Linked DNA regions of Danio rerio: region 1 is linked to region 2. The links are chromatin contacts, called in public Micro-C maps. All regions are on one chromosome and are shown on one strand. Each heading gives the region's core, a stretch centred on a gene start, on an enhancer-like site or on the middle of the called end of the contact. The rest is flanking DNA. Distances are from core to core; before and after follow the strand shown.

Region 1 (6,086 bases), core at 3,092-5,591, 150 kb after region 2:
GACCCACAAACACATGAAATTGTAGAGCACAACAACAAATGTGGAAAGTTGAAAAGTATAAAGAAAAGACCCCTGGAAGACCAACTGCTCATATATTCTTACAATAGTATCCTATAAGTTATATAGCCTATACTGTATTATCTTTTTAAGAAAATAGCAAAACAGTAAAAAAAAATATATATAAAAAAATTCTTTTTTAAATCTGATTAAAAAAAAAAAAAAAAAAACACTTGTGTAACCTACACAACGAAACAAAGATACAAAACGTGTCATGGGGTGTTCTGCCCCTATTAAGTGTTTAAAGAGAACATTATTAGTGATTATGTAGGTCTATAGGCAAAATACACACAGACACAGTTGTAGTCAGAATTAGCCCCTCTGACCTATTAGAGCCACTGTTTATTTTTTTTCCCCAATTTCTGTTTAATGGAGGGAAGATTGTTTCAGCACATTTCTAAGCATAATAGTTTTAGAAACCTATTTCTAAAAACTGATTTATTTCATCTTTGTCACGATGACAGTAAATAATATTTGACTAGATATTTTTCAAAACACTTCTGTACAGCTTAAAGTGACATTTAAAGGCTAGGTTAATAAGGTGAACTAGACAGGTTAGGGTAATTAGGCAGGTTATTGTATATCGATGGTTTGTTCTGTAGACTATCAGAAAACAAATTAGCTAAAAGGGGATAATAATTTTTTCCCAAAATTGTTTTTAAAAAATTAAAAACTGCTTTTATTCTAGCCGAAATGAAACAAATAAGACTTTCTCCAGAAGAAAATAATATTATCAGACATACTGTGAAAATTTCCTTGCTCTGTTAAACATAATTTGGGAAATATAAAAAAAAAAACAAAAAACAAAAGGGGGCTAATAATTCTGACTTCAACTGTGTGTGTGTGTGTGTGTGTGTGTGTGTATATAAATATATATAAAAAAAAAAAAAAAAAAAATATATATATATATATATATATATATATATATATATATATATATATATATATATATATATATATATATATATATATGTGTGTGTGTGTGTGTGTGTGTGTGTGTATATATATATATTTTTTTTAATAATAGGCCTAACTTAAGGGAGATGCGCACATTAAGAAAGCTAATATGCCAGTGTTTTGCAAAAGTTGCAGATATCTGTCCAATATCAAAAGTTGAATTTGTGTTTAAGGGCCTAGATTATATGATGACCAGATGTGTCATTGCTTTTTCTGTGTGTCAAGTTAGTTTTTTCCTCAGAATCTTCTTCCAGGATTTATCCTGATAAGATGCCTGCTGGAGAGCAAGACAGCCTAGAAGTAGTTTAGTATTGTTTGTGTATGTGTGTGCGTTTTCTTCATCTGTGTTGGAAAAATTAATCCCAAACTTTATCAAGGCATTTTTCAGGAAAACGTAAGACCATCTGTCCTCCTACTGAAGCTTAACAGAGGATAGGTGATGCAACAAGACAACAATCCAAAGGATAAAAGTAAATCAACAATAGAATGACTTTAACAAAAGAATGGACTGGCCCAGTCAGCATGCTGACCTCAACCCATTTAAAATACAGTGGCATGACCTCAAGAGAGTGATTCACACCAGAAATCCCAAGTATATTGCTGAACTGAAACAGTTTTGTAAAAAGAAATGGTCCAAAATCCTTCCTGAACAGGAGGTGTAGGTCTGATCTAAAACTACAGGAAATGTTTGGTTGAGATTATTGCTGCCAAAGAAGGGTCAACCAGTTATTAAATCCGAAGATTCACATCCTTTTTCTACCCTGCACTGTAAATGTTTACATGTTGTGTCCAATAAAAACACATAATATTTGTGTGGAATTAGTTTAACCACACTAATGTGTTGGACTAGTGTAAATTTAATTTCATTTATGCAGGAACCCAAAAAATCTCAAAGGGTTCACATACTGTTTCTTGAAACTGTATTTAAATTTTTATATCCTTTGTATCATATACATTTATTTAATATCTAAATATAATTTATCATTTTCTCAAATATATGCATGCATCTATTTTTATATATATATACATAAAAATTATACACAGTAGTACACACACATATATTATGTCACAAACCTTTATATTGGATGCGATTAATTTGTGCTCAGCACTATTAAAAACCCACTTTCCAAATCAAAATGTTTGGCAATTTAAGTAATTTTAAATGCACATTTTAAAGCATAGCTGGAAGAATTCTGCTTGGTCTAAAACAATGGTTCTAAAAACAAATGATATTAAACAAAGAAACACTGCAACAATTAGATCAATTGTTATGATGAAGTTCTGTACGTACACTGTTATGAGTTTGTTCTGCAGTTCAGGTTTGGTAATGATGTACACCTGTACAGTATCAAAGAGTTCCCTTGAAATATACTCCTCCGGAACCTTCAATCAAAAATAGAGAAAGAAAAACAAGGTAAAATAACTTTAATATATATTTTCAAAAGATATAAGCATAAAAAAGTATATATATATATATATATATATATATATATATATATATATATATATATATATATATATATATATATATATATATATATATATATATATGAATGAATGAATGGTGCATTCAAGTGTTGGAGTTAAATGTACAATGCTGTTTTAGACCCTTTTCACATGACGTTACGTGGTGTCCAGTTTGACTCCACACTGTGTATCCTTACTTCCGCCTACACAGAACTCTCCATAGAGAATTCACCCACTCAGCTGTGTATTTACTAACAATATATGGTAAGACGGTGATTATGGTGACTATGGTTTTCTGTTGTCTGCATTCTAGGCAAAACATCTAGCTTCCAAAAAAATGTACTGATCAGTGAGATTTGAAAAAACTAAAAAAATTTCAACTTTTAACAGAACGTGTTGCTTTGTATCTTTACTGCAGATGAAGTTGGTATGTACTTGTTAGCATTTGTCAAATAAAATGTTTAAGACGTTCACATGGGTGCTGCACATTTTTTTTTATGTCAACTTTATTTTTTATTTTTTTACTACCATTACATTATATATAAGTGTATCTTATTTATGAACATAAAATGTAAAAAAATCAAGACTTAAAAAAAAAAAAACTTATTGATCATCAGGATCATTTAAGCAAGGTATGAAGAACCGTTTCCAAGGAGCTGAAAAACTGACACCTGAGTCCTGATTGAGTGGTTCTACATAAGCACAATGGTATATAGCAGAGGTAGGAAACCTATATAGCCACATGTGGCACTTTGACCAAAAACATGTGGCTCTCCAGCTGTCTCTCTTCAATAATATTTTAAAGTTAAAAAAAATTCACTAGAAATTTGTTTCCTGTTGAAAGTACAAGTACAATTCCATTTTTATTGTGTTTTCTACAGCGAAATGAATATGAACTCAGTTTACAATAAAATGACTTTTTAACCAATGCACATATGTGATGCTGTGATTTAATTTGAATCGTGACACCAATAAAGGGCTAGAAACTTACATTTCTATTGTAACCTCCCGTATGTAAATTCAAACAACATTCATTAGTGGCGATGGCAAAAAGAAATAAAAAATCAATAAATTCACTTTGTTCATACATTGTGATGCGTTACATTTGTTTATTTTTGCGTTGTGCATGAACATAAATAAAGGTTTTGTTTATTAATAAATAAAGGTTTTGTTATATACACACCCCCAATGGCTCCTTTAAAAAACACTTGATTAAAAAAAAATCAGAAATTTCTCTTTGCTGAAAAAAGGTTCCAGATCCCTGGTACATAGTATATAAATGCTATATAACATAGCATCTGCCCATGACACTAGTGAAATTAAATGGACGGTTTCCGAGTTGGGGGCGTGTCAGTAAGAAATATAATGCTATATATTAAGTAAACACTTGTGGATTTTCATTGACAAATTGATGCGAATTCTTGGCTTTTCGTTTTTCGATAAGCAAAGTTAACAAACCCTGCTATATTTTCTTGTAATCTATAAAAAGTAGGCATAACACTATTTTTTGCCGACAAAAGGAACCTGAACACACCCGACGTCGTAACTTATTACGACTTGTCAATTTATAAGTATGATCACAGTAAAACGTCATGTACGTAACTTTGCTGTGATAAGCCAGTTAACTAGATAAACATTATCTTGCTGTGCGTACTGTGCTCTTTTGCAAGCCATGCAGCCAAACATACATCTGTTCCCAAATACAGGTTTCTGTGATGTTACCTGATATGTGATCTTTGGTCCTAACGTTGGATGAAATTCACTGAAAAATATACAGTCTATTCGTCTGTAAGTACCCATTTCTTTAAGTAAAGTTTTCTGTTGATGTAAAAACAATACTGTTCTTCTTGTTGTAATTTTTATGGCGGTTGGCAACCAGCTTTTTTGAGAATTACCGCCACCATCTGGATTGGAGTGCAGATCAGGAGTAATCTAACCCATATTTTCTTATTGTGATCAAAAAATAAGTAAATAATTATTTTTTTTCTTTTATATAACTACTAAATTCTGTGACTTAACCATGCGTCTTTCGTTAAGTTATAAACATAGCTAAAACAAGCCTTACTGTTCTTCTTCTTGGTTCTATGGCGAGTTGCGAACCAACTTTTGAGGTGCATATGGCCACTTACTGTGATGTAGCGTCATGACACTGGATTTCTAAATTCTATTTTATAATCCACTATTCTTAATGAATCCTATATTTACCTATATATTTTCTCCCTGAATCTAGAACATCTTTTAATAAACCTTTTAAATGTGAAATCCTGATATCCTAAGGTATACAATTCCTCTTTATGATTTCTCTTTTTATTTTCATGCTTTGCATCTTTTCAAAACATGTTCCACTGTCTCCTTTGTTAAACATGTTACATAAACCTGTCTCATGTTTCCTTATTATGTATGATGCTTGATTTAAGGGCAATTCTTCAACTATGGGCATTTTTAGCCTTTGTGAAGTTGAGTAAAAAGAACTTGTTCAAAAGTAATGTATTGCCTTATAAGTTTAAACAATTTGTCTAGTTTTAAGATCTGTAGGAGGAAGATAATTAGAATGAGATATGAAAAGAAATTGTTAATATTTAACATTTTTCCATTATTAAATGAACAAATGTAATTGCCACCACATCTTAATATAGGCTACAGCTTTTATTTCAAAATGAAATAAATTATGGCAGTCAAACATTGTCTAAGATCATTTTTGTTTCTAGTTTAACCAATCTTTCCACAATGTACAATAGTTATACATTTCTCAATGAAATAAATTAGTCCATTAGGACCAAATGTTGAATTGTAGCCTACATTTGTCACACTCTAAAATATTATTTGGTTAAAAGCTTATTACAAAATAAATGAACTGAATTTATATGTTAAATAGAGCATGAACTCGTAACTTGTGAATAAATTTGTAATGTGTCATAATAACTTTAAGTATTTTTTAAAAATGTGTGTGGTGATGAAAATGACAGGTTGTGATGGAAATGACAGGGTGTGGTGGAAATGACCACGAAACAGTGACAATGTAGAGAAACATTAGATATTTATTAGAAAAAAAAATAAACTCTTTAATTCACGCTTATTAAACACAATCTACAAATTTACTAAGCATAACCACACATTTCATTTTTTGCATGTGTAAAGCTGAGATTGATCTAAAAAACTGAATTGTCTAACAGTAACAGTGTATATTGTGAAGAACTGATTATTATTTAAATATTATATGAATTAATTTTGAGTTGCACAATGAAACTGAAAGTCCTGAGAGCACAATAATTCATTAGAGGGACGGCATGGTGGCGCAGTGGGTAGCACTTTGCATGTTCTCCCTGTGTTGGCGTGGGTTTACTCCAAGTGCTCCGGTTTCCCACACAGTCCAAACACATGCACTATAGGTGAATTGGGTAAGTTAAATCGTCCGTAGTGTATGTGTATGAATGAGAGTGTATGAGTGTTTCCCAGTGATGGGTTGCAGATGGAAGGGCATCTGCTGCGTAAAAAATATGCTGGATAAGTTGGCGGTTCATTCTGCTGTGGCGAACCCAAATGAATAAAGAGACTAAACTGAAAAGAAAATGAACAAATTAATAATTTATTAGTATGGTATCAGA
Region 2 (6,420 bases), core at 2,853-5,352:
TGGTCTTGACTAATTTTGACAATTGAACAGACTATTGTGCATGTGATGACTTATACAATGAAATGAGGCTGACACATTTTGGAGAGTACACTCATTAGACTGAGAATTAACAATCAGTTTTGGATCAACAAGATCTATTCAATTGGAAATTGTTCAAAATGTATCTTTACTTAATCAATAGCAAAGATGTACTTAGACTGTTGCCATTTGATGAAATGAATGAGAAATTCAAGTCTATTATGAACAATTGGCAAGTGGTGTGGAGGCTTGTCCATGCTGTTTTGAGAATGTAATTTCTGTTTCCCGAAATGAGCCACACCAATGGAGAAAAACTGTAAATTAGGCAAATCATTGTATAATGATGGTTTGTTCTGTAGACAATCAAAAAACAAAGGTAAAGTTGATTTAAAATTCAAAACTACTTTCATTCTAGCCAAAATAAAACAAATAAGACTTTCTCCAGAAGAAAATATATTGTAAGATATACTGTGAAAAATTCTATGCTTTGTTAAACATCATTTGGGAAATATTTAAAAAAGAAAACTTCAGAGAACTTCAGCTGTATATAAAGCCAGCAATTTAAATGTGTACATTGCAATGATTTTTTTGAATTGTTACAATTTAGTAAGAATCTAAATCGGATATTTCTCATTTTTCTTGATTCAGAGAAGTTGACAAGGTGCTGCAGAGGGCTAATGCTACAGAATTTGGCTTAGCATCAGGTGTGTTTACACGTGACATTAGTAAGGCTCTCTATGTGAGTGAAAAGCTTCAGGCTGGCACTGTGTTCATCAACACGTACAACAAGACGGATGTGGCAGCTCCTTTTGGTGGCTTCAAACAATCTGGCTTTGGCAAAGATTTGGGTAAGACATAATACCTGGTGAATTCATTTAAATGCACATACATCTAACAGTTCAATGTGTGGTTACTAAACTAGATTTCAGTCATTTGTTAACTTGTAAGAAAGGAGTTTTTGTATAACACGGGGTGTCTTTTCCATACAGGTCAAGAAGCTCTGAATGAGTATCTGAAGACTAAATGTGTCACAGTGGAATACTAACTGACAAAACACTGGACGTATAGTAAAGATTACGGTATTTTAATGCTCTGAAGTGGCACTTCAGCTTGACCTTCAATAAATTGTCAAGTAAACTTAATCATTACATATATCTATGAATGAATGAATGAATTCCATTTCTTGAGACAATTAAAAAAATGAAATCTTGTGTTTTTCTAGTTTTGCATCATACCTGTAAATGTCTTGCTGTTTATAATATTGGAGAAATTCAAGGACCATGCATGAGACTTTATCAGTTATAATGGATGTTGTTTCACTTTATATTGTTTGCAGATCACTTGCTTAGGTTAAGAGACTGTGAAAAGTTTTGGGTAAACCTATTTGACCCGTTGTCCTTCACTGCACTGATATTTTTGGATTGAATTGTAATAACTGAACTGTATTTTATACAGTTTTTAGAAACCAGAACTTTTTTAATTTCTTCCTTGTAAACAGATGAACATATTCCAAGGAAGTGCAAAAAATTTTAAATAAATAAAGAAAAATCAATCCAGTATTGTCTTACAATTTTCTTTAGAATATTTCTTTAGTCTCTTTAGTCTTAGAGTCTATTTAGAGTGTTTTGTTCTTGTGCATTTGTGTTGTACAATTATACAATAATATATATATACTTTATTAGCTACACAGGTCCACCTGCTTGTTAATGCAAATTTTAATTAGCCAACTCAATGCATTTAGGCATGTAGACATTGTCAAGACAATCTGCTGCAGTTTAAACCGAGCATCAGCATAGAGAAGAATGGGAAGTTAAGTGACTTTGAACATGGTACTTTTGTTGGTTCCAGACAGGCTGGTCTGAGTATTTTAGAAACTGCTGATCTAATTAAATTTTCACACACAACCATCTCTAGGGTTTACAGAGAATGGTCCGAAAAATAAAAAAATTTAGTGAGAGCAGTTCTGTGGTTGCAAATGCCTTGTTAATGTCAGAGATGAATGGCTAGACTGGTTTGAGCTGATAGAAAGGCAACAATAACTCAAATAACCACTCATTACAACCGAGGTATGCAGTAGAGCATCTATGAAAGCACAGCACATCGTACCTTGAGGCAAATGGGCTACAGCAGCAGAAAACCACACCGGATGACAACTCCTGTCAGCTAAGTACAGTAAACTGAGGCTACACTTTGCACAGGCTCACCAAAATTGGAAAAATGTTGCCTGGTCTGATGAGTCTCTATTTCTGCTACAACATACAGATGGTAGGGTCAGAATTTGGCATCAACAACATGAAATCAGGCACCTATTCTGCCTTGTATCAATGGTTCAGCCTGCTGGTAGTGGTGTAATGGTGTAGGGAATATTTTCTTGGCACACCTTGGGACAATTAGTACCAATTGAGCATCGTGTTAAATGCCACAGCCTACCTGAGTATTGTTGCAGACATGTCCATCCCTTAATGACCACAGTGTACCCATCTTCTGATGGCTACTTTCAGCAGGATAATGCGCCATGTCATAAAGCGTGAATTATCTCAGACTTGTTTTTTGAAAATGACTATGAGTTCACTGTACTCAAATGGCCTCTCAGACCCTTTATCACACCACAACTTCATAAGAATTCGGACCCCAGCTTCCCCAGCAGAAGTGGATTTCACTTTTAACAAAATGAGATTGAAGACAACATTTTAAATCAAACCTAAAATCAAACAAGTTACTCAAAAAAAATCTCTTTTTATAAACAAATGAAGATTTGCATGTACTCTTTCATTTAAAATAGTAGCAACCACTGCTTTTCAATTGTGATCCAAAAAAAAAGATTCAGCATGTACTGTGTGTAGCAAGAGCAGTTTTTAAGACACTGATTTTATTTTTTAAGCAAACACAGTCTGGCTTTAGTGAGTGACATGTAAATTCATTTTTATAAGCAAAAATGGCTTAAACCTCCTTTATATTTGTCTCCATTTCTTGCTGAATTTGTCCCATGTATTCTCTTTTAGACAAACAAATAAGTGATATTTTTGCTGCATTGTGACAACTTTTTTTAAAGATAAACTACAATAATTTTTTGCTTTTCTTTGGTTGTATCCATTGATTTCATGCAAACCCACATTTTCTCAATATAAGTAAACTTGCAAGAGAAATAACTATTTTACATCTCCTTGTTCATGTATAAGTTTGAGTAAGAATTTCATTGTACCCGTCCCTACTGTGCATATGAAAATAAACAACTTTGAGTCTTTTCATTTTGGCGATGAAAATTCTAAATCTGCCAGCAGGTAGCGCAATGATAGCGTTTCCAAGGCTGCAACCTCCGAAAGTGTTTTCGACGCTGCTTTTCATTCATAAGCAAGTGGTGCTCATCATGCCTGAATCCATTCAAAGTGTTTTGAGGGATGACGGGTGTAGGGTTCGAAAAACTTATATTTGAATGCACTTTTGAATCTTCTTAACAAGACCACGGAGGTGTGCTTTCGTCGCAGTGCTTGTACATTAGTTTGTACCTTTACACCCACTAAACACCCTTTGGATCGTCTCTTGTCAACACGTCTTTTGCAAGATATGTGTCGGATGGAGTAAGATGTATCATCAAACAATTATTTGATGTCCTAATAAATGTAATGTATTTTCCCCTTTTGTAAAAAATATGTGTATGGTTTTTATACAGTATATTTGTCTGTTTCATATACATTACAATGGCTTTGTTATTGCATCAAAAAGGTTACTTGATGTAACGTTGATTGGGCGAATATAAGCTCTTCTTCTATGCATTAAATGGTGGGTTGCGAACCAAGTTTAAATGCCACATCGCCGCCTACTGTAATGGAGTTTGAAGACAACTGATCCTGTTTTTTTTACATACTGGCTATATTCTGTCTATCAAACTTCTATTTCAAAAGTCTGTCTATTTATTTCTGATCAATTCCACGAGTGCACTGGTTTGTTTGCCTGCATCTGTGCATGGTTCATCGTTTAAAATACTATTTAATGTAAATTGTGTTACTCAGGGAGGCGACTTCCGGTTTTACGGCCCTACGCGAATTCTTTACCAGACTACGCCTTTTTAGTTGCGTTATTCATACACTCTCGATAGAGGCTTACGTGCTAAAAGTAACGAAATTAAACGGGGCGGACACATACTTGCCTAGAGATAGACGACATTTTAAGTACATGGCCGCACTGAGATGTTGTTGTTGTTTTGGCACAACGCTGATGTATTTTTGCGCGTTTGATTGTAGAAGCTTAGTTTTCATGCGGCCGTAAACAGTTTAATGGACAATCCGCATACTATATTTGTGTAATTAAACATATCACGACCGATTATTAGAAAAAAAACATTTTTTACAAACTAGATAACGATAACTTACTTTTTTTTTGTGCAGTAACTTACTCGGAAAAAAAGCTTTTTTATTCAGCTTTAACATTACCTGACGACAAGGTAAAAAATGAGAGGAAGTTCCTCATATGGAGACAGAGACAGAGATCGAGGACGGGATAGAGGGTGGGCCTTTGTTTATTGGAACTTGTTTGTCCATGTGTGTTTACAATGTATTAATGCCATTTTTATGGATATGTGATGTACAATGTCCAAGTTAACAAATTTAGCTACTGGTTTTACACTATTCTGAAACGGTGCTCATAACTGGAAGGAAAATGACTCGAGGTAAAAGACGTGAATCTTCCACAGGCCTCGCTTTGGTTCTAGTCGAGCTGTCCCACCCCCACCGAAGAAGTTTGGGAATCCGGGAGATCGGCTGAGGAAAAAGAAATGGGACCTGGACCAACTACCCAAGTTTGAGAAGAACTTCTACAATGAAAACCCAGAAGTACATCACATGAGTCAGGTAAGTTTCATCAATTTACTAAAGTTTCGTTTCTGTAATTTTGAAACGGACTGTTTTTACTTGATTAACGTTACATTTCTGGTGGAAAAACGTCCTAAATTGTTTTAATCGGTTTTATTAAACTTCATTATAAAATGATCAAATATGGTTAATGGAAGCTGGCGTGTATGGAATTCCCATTTCTGTTCTCTGAGAAAAACGATGACTTAAAAAGTTGAAGTTGTGATTTATCAAAAGCTTGAAATAATGACTTTGCTCTTATGAACTGTGAATACATGAACATTAAGGTGTATTTTAACTGGGGTTATTAACCGCATGGCATGGAAAAAACTTAGAGCTAAATCTGCTGTAAAATAAATATAATATTAAGTATTGCTAATCTAGATATTGCGTATAGATTCCTCTTTGCAGAATATCATGAAAGGATAGCTGGAATTACTGTAGTCAACTGTACCACTGCAGCACATGCATTAGATTCATGCACATCCCGTCTGTAATGCAATGATCATAAATTTGGCATGAATGAGTAGGGCAAGAGGGAACATGCGGACGTTTTTTGCTATTTCTGTGGAGAATTTTGTTAAAAATCTGCGGATTTTTGTGGAATTATTTTAGGAGTATCATAACTAAAACCTTAATATATGAAATAAAAAAATAATGTCTTTTTTTATTTAATGTTTACAATGCAAATCCAATTAGATTCACTTTATTTGGTAAATAAAGCAAGTGTATCATATAATATATCTACTTAAAGACAGAAAATTTTACTGTACAAACTGCATTGCACATAAATCAGATGATCATTTTCATAATAGTCAATAATATTATTGCAATTAATTTAAAAAACGAATAAATATAGATTTACACACATTTAATCAAGTAAATAAACAGAATTAATGATGGGCTAAAAATCTGCAGAATGCTGTGCGCGCAGATTCCGTGTGGGCCTAAATGAGTAAGAACTACTGGAGTAAGCATGCAGTGCCTAGGCATGATTATAAATTTAGAATATTACATTTATTTTGCTGCAGGTTTAGCTGTTAGGTATTTTAGTTCATAGATTTGTTCAGAGTTTTGCCTGGGTCTCTTTCCAATTAGTTCCTTCCTAACATTTTTGTTTTGTCTTTATCCATTAGCGAAAAAGATCACTTTTTCATTATAGATTCTGTCACTCAGAACTGTTTTTATTTAGTTATCATCTCGTTTCCACCAGAAAATAAATGCTGTAGAGTACGACAATTGACCAATAATGCTTAGATCCTCTTTCTTATTGAAACCTTATGGTTTAAACCCAGGCTTATTTTAACAACTGGAATGGCGTTAAGAATGAAACAAAAAAAACAAATACATGCAAAGAGCATTTAAAAACATTTTAGCTGTCATGATCATGTAACGAATAAAAAAATTAAACCATGGTTGAGTCTGAAATAAGTTTTCTTTACGCATTTATTTATTATACATTTAAAGTGTTAAATGATTGCCCTTTAATTGGTTTAGGGAACTTCTGTGTTCTGCTATTGCTTTTATTTTTGCATTTATATTTGTCTTTGTATGT

Evidence for each region. A called contact is a pair of places that touch in the nucleus more often than the background predicts.
Region 1: a contact with region 2 is called in a Micro-C map of caudal fin, with 5 times the contacts expected there. The contact joins the promoter of nprl2 here to the promoter of ddx17 in region 2. A contact is called at or near these places in 1 of 18 Hi-C or Micro-C datasets (caudal fin) and 2 of 4 datasets of contacts at active chromatin or transcription factors (embryo and gastrula embryo).

Annotation. Positions count from the first base shown.
Region 1 is chr6:20,691,534-20,697,619 of GRCz12tu, forward strand. nprl2 (NPR2 like, GATOR1 complex subunit) reads right to left here and starts at 4,342. Exons shown (of 11, transcript NM_001045847.2): 1 at 4,204-4,342; 2 at 2,306-2,397. The coding sequence starts at 4,281.
Region 2 is chr6:20,539,916-20,546,335 of GRCz12tu, forward strand. It overlaps ddx17 (DEAD-box helicase 17), which reads left to right and starts at 4,103. Exons shown (of 13, transcript NM_001326391.1): 1 at 4,103-4,522; 2 at 4,709-4,865. The coding sequence starts at 4,467. aldh1l1 (aldehyde dehydrogenase 1 family, member L1) reads left to right here. Exons shown (of 23, transcript NM_001198772.1): 22 at 667-866; 23 at 1,008-1,063. The coding sequence ends at 1,063.